Linked DNA regions of Dromaius novaehollandiae: region 2 is linked to region 1. The links are chromatin contacts, called in public Hi-C maps. All regions are on one chromosome and are shown on one strand. The core of a region is the stretch at or near the end of the contact, and the rest is flanking DNA. Distances in the headings are between cores, read along the strand shown.

What was found. A called contact is a pair of places that touch in the nucleus more often than the background predicts.
Region 2: a contact with region 1 is called in a Hi-C map of brain, with 5 times the contacts expected there. The contact joins the promoter of THOC1 here to the promoter of CLUL1 in region 1. A contact is called at or near these places in 3 of 4 Hi-C or Micro-C datasets (brain, liver and ovary).

What each region holds. Positions count from the first base shown.
Region 1 is chr2:118,499,966-118,503,610 of bDroNov1.hap1, reverse strand. CLUL1 (clusterin like 1) reads left to right here and starts at 2,237. Exons shown (of 7, transcript XM_026122830.2): 1 at 2,237-2,339. The coding sequence starts at 2,237.
Region 2 is chr2:118,667,208-118,671,387 of bDroNov1.hap1, reverse strand. It overlaps THOC1 (THO complex subunit 1), which reads right to left and starts at 1,696. Exons shown (of 21, transcript XM_026122853.2): 1 at 1,556-1,696. The coding sequence starts at 1,603.

The DNA.
Region 1 (3,645 bases), core at 988-3,487:
TTTCAGCCAAAGCCCCAGAGTTGCTTAACAGATAGGTCTGTTGGGGCTACTCCTGGTCAATGGACTTGCAAAGTCTGCAAGGGCTTTCTTGGTATTCTCACAAAAGAGAACTTGAAAGGTTTTGTGCAGTAATAAATCTCGGTCAAGAAGCTGGCAAGATTTCAGTAAACCAGCAAATCATATGTATCAAAACAAAAAACATATTCCCCCTCAACCCCATCATTTTCAGAAAATGAGAGTGGAGCTATCTTAATTTGTATCTGTCAAACTGGATTTTCAAAGGAGTTGAGGGCTTGCAGTTCCCATTAGTTACAGGTTCTGAACTCTTCCTGATATGTGTCTAAAAACAAACCCCCCAAAGCTCTTGCCTAAGCAACATTAATCGTTCTGGATTTTAACCATCAATAATCAATCAGTTCTTATGAACTATGAGTTAAACAAAAAAAAAATTAGGATATTTTAAAATTAATGTTACACAACAGGAGCTACAGACATCTTCCCTTTGACCTCAAGGGAGTATTATTGCTGAACATTACAAGGTGGGATATGGCCTAATAACAATACTGTGTATATTTTACATCAGGCAACTGTTATTATTTAAATATTTCATTTTTCAGCATCTAAAATGCCATGCACGTTCAGATTCCAGACATATTGCATGCACACACATGGATTAACTGAAGAGAATCATTAAGGGGGCAAAACCCCAAAACATTAACAAGTTTAATGATGTACAAAGTACCAAGATTTCCTTATCTCATTTCAGACTCTATACAGATCCAGGCCTGTATCTGGGTTGCTGAATTCTTTTGATTTCTGTATCTTCAGAAGGTACATGAAGAAGGTTGTTATGTAATCCAGTGTTTTTTATAGCAAATTAAAATTACACTGAAGAGATTAAATGTTGGAAGCTAATTTTAGACAAACTAATTGTAATAATTTCCCTAAGAACATAAGCTGCAGATGTCTCCTAAGGTAAAAATCAAGACGATTGAAGAGCTATTAAGAAAAAAAGCTTCTGACTACAGAAAAAAACCAAATCTATATTACATTCTATTATGTAATAATGTCCAACACTCCCCCTAGTGGTTTTGCTTATATGGATGAGTATGAAGACCCATACACTCAGAAATCCTCTAGCCTAATGGCAAAATGTCCCGTTAATAGGATTAAGTACCTTGTCATCAGATAAGTAGAACATGGTAAAATCCCTGACACTCACAGCAATTAGATCAGAACACAGTCTGATTCCTTCCTGACGCTGGGAACAATTTTACAGAGGAGGTGTTTCAGTATTAATGGTAAATATGTTGTTTTTTACTTTTCTTTGGTAATTCGTTTGTATTTCTTGATGAAGTTAATTAGTCGTTTGCTATACATATACAATGTGCAAGTAAATCTAGAAGTAAATCCAGTTTACAAATAAACCCAGGCTCTTAATTTGCATATACATTTGCAACTGATAACTATGTCTTCAAGAAGACTATACTAGCTAATGAATAGGAATGTAAATACTGTGTTCACTTAATCAGATGAGAATTATAAAGCGCAGTTCTGTGATTTCTAAAATACAAAGCTCTCTCATCTAACTGCTCTTGAGAGGGAAATAAAGCAAACGGCATTTATTTCCTTGATTTTGTAGGAATTTCTTCCAATTGCTGACGTGTATATTTATAAAATTGATTTATTTTCCAATTTCTTGGCACACCTATTGTTGTCTTTACTATATTAAGTATTGTTCTGAAAAACAATGAAGGGAGTCACATGTTTGGAGACACAGAAAGGAACTACATTCTAGAAATTTTCTTTTGTAAATTTGGCAATAATGTCTAGTACGTATACATTTATATCATGAACTATCAGAAAGAGTGAAAGTTATTTAGTATGAGATCAGTATTTATGTGCATTTCACAAGGTAGAAAGGAAGTAGATTAAGCTGCAAAAGCTCTCAGTTTTATAGATATATATCTTGATTCTATTATACCACTGTGTAGTACAGTGGTAATTATCTAGTTAGTCCAAACTGATACACTAGAAATTATGTCAGGCTTCTTCTTCATTTGTTTTCACTAGCAGTAGCTTTTAGGTGCATATTATAGATCACAGAAACCATAATAAAAGTTGAAACCAATGACACCTGTATTATACTTAGTAGCTATTACACCTAGGCATTTGAAACTCATTATGAAAATGCTGACATGTAATTGCATCAACCCACTTTTTTAACAGAGAGAACATGAAGTCCTGTTGGTTATTTCTAATACACATGCTATGGCTGAGTGGTCATCAGTGTGCACCGACAAAGCAGGAGGAAATGAATATCCGGGAAAACCTGAAGAGTACGTATGCTTTTCTTATCAGCGGGGTGCTGGGAGCTCCTGGGCCCAGGTCTGTGGTCAGGCTTGCTGCAGCGTGCTGAGTTCCACACAGGTGCCTCAATGGAGCCAAGAGGATCTACTGCCATGTGTGATGTGTGAAGCTTAGAAACTATGGCCAATTTTTGCTGAAGCAAAGCATCCACACACAACAGGGAGATTAGAAAAACCAAGACAAGAATGTCAAAGGATTAACAGATAAGCTTCCCTCTACAAAAAAGTATTTACAGCATTTTCATATATCATTTGGTCCTTCATAGGTTGTAGAGTATAAACTGAAAACAAAATATAATCCAACAGATTTTGAGTTCTTTTGCTCATTTAAGTAACTTTTACAAATGCTTATTTTAGAATTGTATGCTTAGCTGGAAAAGGTGGTTATTACAAATAATTGAAATAAAATGACTCAAGTTAGAGAAAGCAGCTATTTTGCGTTTACTCACCTTTGAGCATGGCTTTATTTTGTAGTAGGTATCCCAAGAGGATCAGCATGAAATACTCTTTTGCTTCGGTCTACTTTATAGTATTTCTGTGGCAAACAAAAAGTTACGGGAGAGGAAGAAAGATATGAGTAGAGAAATGAATGACACACGAAATGCTTTCGGAGATCTTGTGGTGACGTATTTTTCACTTCTTTTGTACAGTTCCAGTGATATTCATGGTACTTCTGTGCAGGAAATAAATGCAGATAAAGGATATGCAGAGCTACAAAGTGCAAAGCGTGGCTGAACTTAGCTTTTCACCAAAAATCTATGGTCATTGCCACATAGGAAGTCTAGAAATTACATTTTTATGAAAGAAAGCTGAAGGCTCCTGTATTCTCAAAGCATTAAGGGAAACTGACATAGTTTGCTTTCAGATTGAAGATCAATATATAAGATATGTCATTAGGAAGCTGAAGAGTAACCCTCGGAGATATTCGAAACCCAACCAGATGAGGTCCTGAGCAACCTGCTCTAGTTGACCCTGCATTGAGCAGAGAGGTTGGACAAGATGGTCTGCAGGGGTCCTTTCCAACTTCAACTGTTCTGTGATCCTGTAATCTGAAGCAGGGCAGTTGAGGGTTAGTATGCACAGCTGATCACTGGTGAAGGCTCTGGACCAGATTCTTATCTGATAGAAATTGTCTTGGCTCCATGTTACAACATTCACTGTCTCAAGATATTGCTCTGTAACTGTAGGAAAACACAGCTGTTTCATTTTCCTTTGTTATCAGTGCATGACAATTTGTGCCACTTTCAAAGTCTGATTAAGTCACTTTGTAATTTGG
Region 2 (4,180 bases), core at 447-2,946, 170 kb before region 1:
TTAATTTAATTTTAAATTAATTTTAGCTAACTAAACCATGGATACTTTTCTCATTTTAGCTCACCAGGTTAGGCTAAACTGGTATGAAAAGGCTTGCCCAAAAGTTTATACCATTTTCTTAAACTGAGTTTAGCACTCATTACATGAAAACACTCTTCAGAAAGATATCCCAGCTATAACTGCTTTCTGCAGTACTTAGAACATAGCCGAAGTTTTGCCACAGGCCTACTGAGGCTAACACATACCTCAGTGTTAGTCAGGACCTAAGCATCATTCAGCTGCATCCATTATAAACATTCAAATTTTTGTTCTGCTGATAGCTGCTGCTGTGGAGACTTTTTGCTGATATAGGATTCTTTGGTGTGCAACTGCTAATGTTAAAAAACCTGGATACAAAACTAGGGTAAGGTGAACTGAAACTAGGACAATTTTATTGTCATGTAATACATATCCTGACAAGGCCTATCATGCATTAGCTATGCATAAACACAGGTTAACGGTAGTTAATGCTCACGCAGAATAGCACTAAGATGATAAACTCACTCAAGAACTGGAAAGGGAAGAACCATCTGTCAAGATCCCCTCTCCCGCAGCAAAGGTAACAGCACCAAGCCAGTGATTTGTTCAGTCTGAGTGAATCAGCAATCAGGTGCAGCAGGCAATGGTGTGAGGTATCAAATTGTGTATTGTATTATACAAATTATAGCAAAATATAAGTTCATTAATAAAATTTCTAGTGTACATTCTTCTGTTCTTCACATTTGTCTTGACCTTGTAAAACTACAAATCTTGTAATAACATTACTGGGTGGTTTTAGAACACTATGGACATGGAGCTTTATCTGTTTCTCCAGCTGGATGAGTTTACCTCTTCACATAAACCCAAAGTAATAAAAGTAAGGAAGTGTTTGTACACTTTCCTACAACTTTCTTCATGACAGCAAAATAAAATACACCTATTGCTTTGGTATACATGTCAAGTCAAACTCTCCTCTGCACTCTATTCAACTTCACAGCACAGGAAGAAGGGAAAGCAGGTGAGTTCAGCTTTGAACTTGGTACCTGCCTTCACCCAGCTGCACACTTGGGCCTCGAGCAGCCATTTAACCTGCCGCTCCCTCACTGGTGCTCACCCTTTCCCCAATCCCCGTTCACTCAGGAAACCCAAACGAGCCGAGAGAAATCGTTTCCCGTAGCCTTCCTCCTCCCGCGGTGATGACTCTATACCGGCACTCTGGGCAGTACCGAGAGGCTCCAGGAGGGACTGCCAGACCCTCGGAGATAGAGGGGAGCCCGGCGGGCCGTTGCGGGGGTTAACGGCCGGCCGAGGGAGCCCAGCGCGCGCCCCAGCGGGCCGTTGGTGCAGCTGGCGGAGAGGGCGCGCTGCGCGCGCGCAGCTCGGCGGAAAGAGAGGGGGGAGGGGCGGCGCGCCGAGGCAGAGCGGCTACACCGACGCGAAAGGCAGCCTCCCCCCCTCCCTGGCTCGGACCCGCTCCGAGCGGCACAAGAGGAGCGAGAAGCTCCGGCCGAGCTCGCGCCGCCGCCGCCGGGCTCACCGTGAAGCGGAGTCGCGCCTCAGGCAGGCTGAAGAGCGGCGGCGACATCGTCCCGGCCGTCCGACGCTGCTCGGCGCGCGCTGATGACGCCGTCGCCCTCTCCTGCCGCGGCGCCAGGCCCGGCGGGGCCCACGCTCCCGCCCACTCGCGGCGGGCCGTCAGCGCCACTCTGAGCGCGTTGAGCCGGGGCGGGGGCGGGGGAGGCCGGAGCAGAGCCCCTGGGACCTTTCGTGTGTGGTAGAGGAGCACTGTCTCCTGGGGTGAAGGCTGGAGTTGAGTAAAGCTCTCTCTGTCATTCCACAACAGGCTTTTAAGTAAATAAGGATACGTGGTCTGTGACTGGATGCTTTTTAAAAAGCACGCGGTCAAGAATAGTTACTCAAAGAGCATGTTTCCAGTAGGTGGTTTCCACAGCAGTCTGTCCTGTTCCAAAGCGTATTTGTGATAAGGACTGACGCTTGTAGTGTCAGGCCGTTGCTAACTCGTGACAGATGTTTGGTAATAAAACATACCACATGTTGAATAGAGTAGGATAGAAGCACCTGGGAGCCTGTTCAATTTGAAGCACTGCCTGTTGATAACCTGTATCCTTGCAAAGGCAGCACTTTCATCTGGTGAATGAGTAATTTCTGAGCAATCACTATCCTGGTCAAAATAACCCTTATGTCTTTTAATGAATTTTAGGTTATTCATTCTTCACTCCAAAGTGAAAAACAATTTATAAACTTTCCCCAAACACAAGCTCTCCTTTATTGCTTCATTTGAGTAATTATGATCTCAAATGAAGCTGAAAAGATTATGGCATAAATCGGCATTATGATCATAATTAAGCATGCAAAATTAATATAACCAGCAACAGTTTGTCGCACTATCCCGAAAGGTCTGCCACTTTATGCTGAGGGAACCTCCACTTCTAATTTGCTGGGAGGGGAGCACTGGTCTGCCGGAAACCATGGGGGCTCTGCCCCCATGAGGGAGATGTCTCCCCGTGCGTACTGTGTCCTTTCTCAGCACTCTTTCCCTAACCATCCACTACTGGTCCCTGCTGGACCACAGTTCCACGAGCTGCTGATCCGTTGGTTTCTGACCACCGAAGGGAGACGGCTGGCTCCCTGCTGTTGTACTCCGCTGGAGATGATTCCTAAGGACACTGAACTCTGACCTATGGGAACTGTTCTGAGGCCCCATTCAGGTCCTCCGATATTATCCCTGTCTGGAGAGTCTACTGTAGCTCTGGCCAAAAATACGTAATGTCTGTAAGAAAGTATAGAACATCACGAAAAGTGAGATATTGCCAGAAATATTTCCATATTGCTTTTTTAATTGAGAAAATCAAACACGATTTTATGATGGATTTAAATTTGAAAACCTCTGCTATCGTTCTATTTTTGGCTTTTATTTTTTAAAATCTCTTCTGTCCTTCTTACCCTTCCATTCCTTCCTTTCTTTCCTCACAAAACCGCAATAACTTTAAATAAAGGAAAGGAAAGGATTGTCTCATTTATCTGAGCCCCCCTCTCCCTCCCATTCCCTCAGAATATATAATAGAGTGAAAGTTTGCCAGGAATTATCCAATTTTCATATTGAAAATAGATTTAAAAACCCTTGCAATTCTACTTTACAGTTAGAAATACAGGGAGCAATTCAGCGTGGTAAACAAAGGTGCTCAGTGCCATTATAGAGGTGCCAGAGTGCTGGAGGCATCTTCACAGGGCTGGCAGGTATGAGCCAGGAGCCAGGAGACCTGCATCCTTCAGAAGCAGCGGTTGGAGGCCACATGAGAGCCCCTTCCAAATCTAAAATGGCGCTGGAGACCTGAATTGCATTCACAGAAAAAAACAGTGGGATTCATCTCACTACCCTGCACATTAAGCTTGTTCTCCTTTGTACTGAGGAAGAGATACTGGCTTAGAGTTATCTCTAAGGCATGAGCCATCGCAGCAGAAGGTAGGCATCTAAAATAAGCTAGAGGAGTAATACCTTACAAATATCTGTTTCTCTGCATTTATTGGAATGCAAGCCCAGGTCACTTGACCAAATTTAAACACCTAAGGTTAGGTGAGATGAATCCTACCCTGGCATGTTTTTTCCTTTTTAGATGATACCTGAGTATAGAGACATTACAGGGTCAGCACTATACAAAACACCTAGAAAAGATGCATAGGTAATTATCTTGCTGAATAACACGGAACATACTTCAATTTTTCCTGCATCCCTTCCCCCTTTTGCTGTCAAGAGAGGCAGAGACTGTCCTGATTGAAATATAAGCAAGCTCATCCTGTAGTTTTTGTTAGCTAAATCTCCTGGTAAACAGAGTGGTTGTCTGTCTTTTTCAGATTGCTATTATGGTCTCCTGGGAAGGCTGGAGGAGAACTTTCTTATTCCTGTTGACATTTCCATCCTCAACAGTGTATGAAGAACTTGCGAAGGGCAGAGATGCACAACAAATGTATTTCCCCACCCACAACTCCTACCACTCTGAAAACAGGAACAACGTGTTAGCTGAACAATACTGAAGAAGCTCCCAGTGGAGTTGGAACATTGTTTTCAGCTGACTTACAGATGGTCATTTTTTTGAGCAGGAACATTGTTTTCAGCTGAGCTGCAAATAGTAATTTTTTTCTC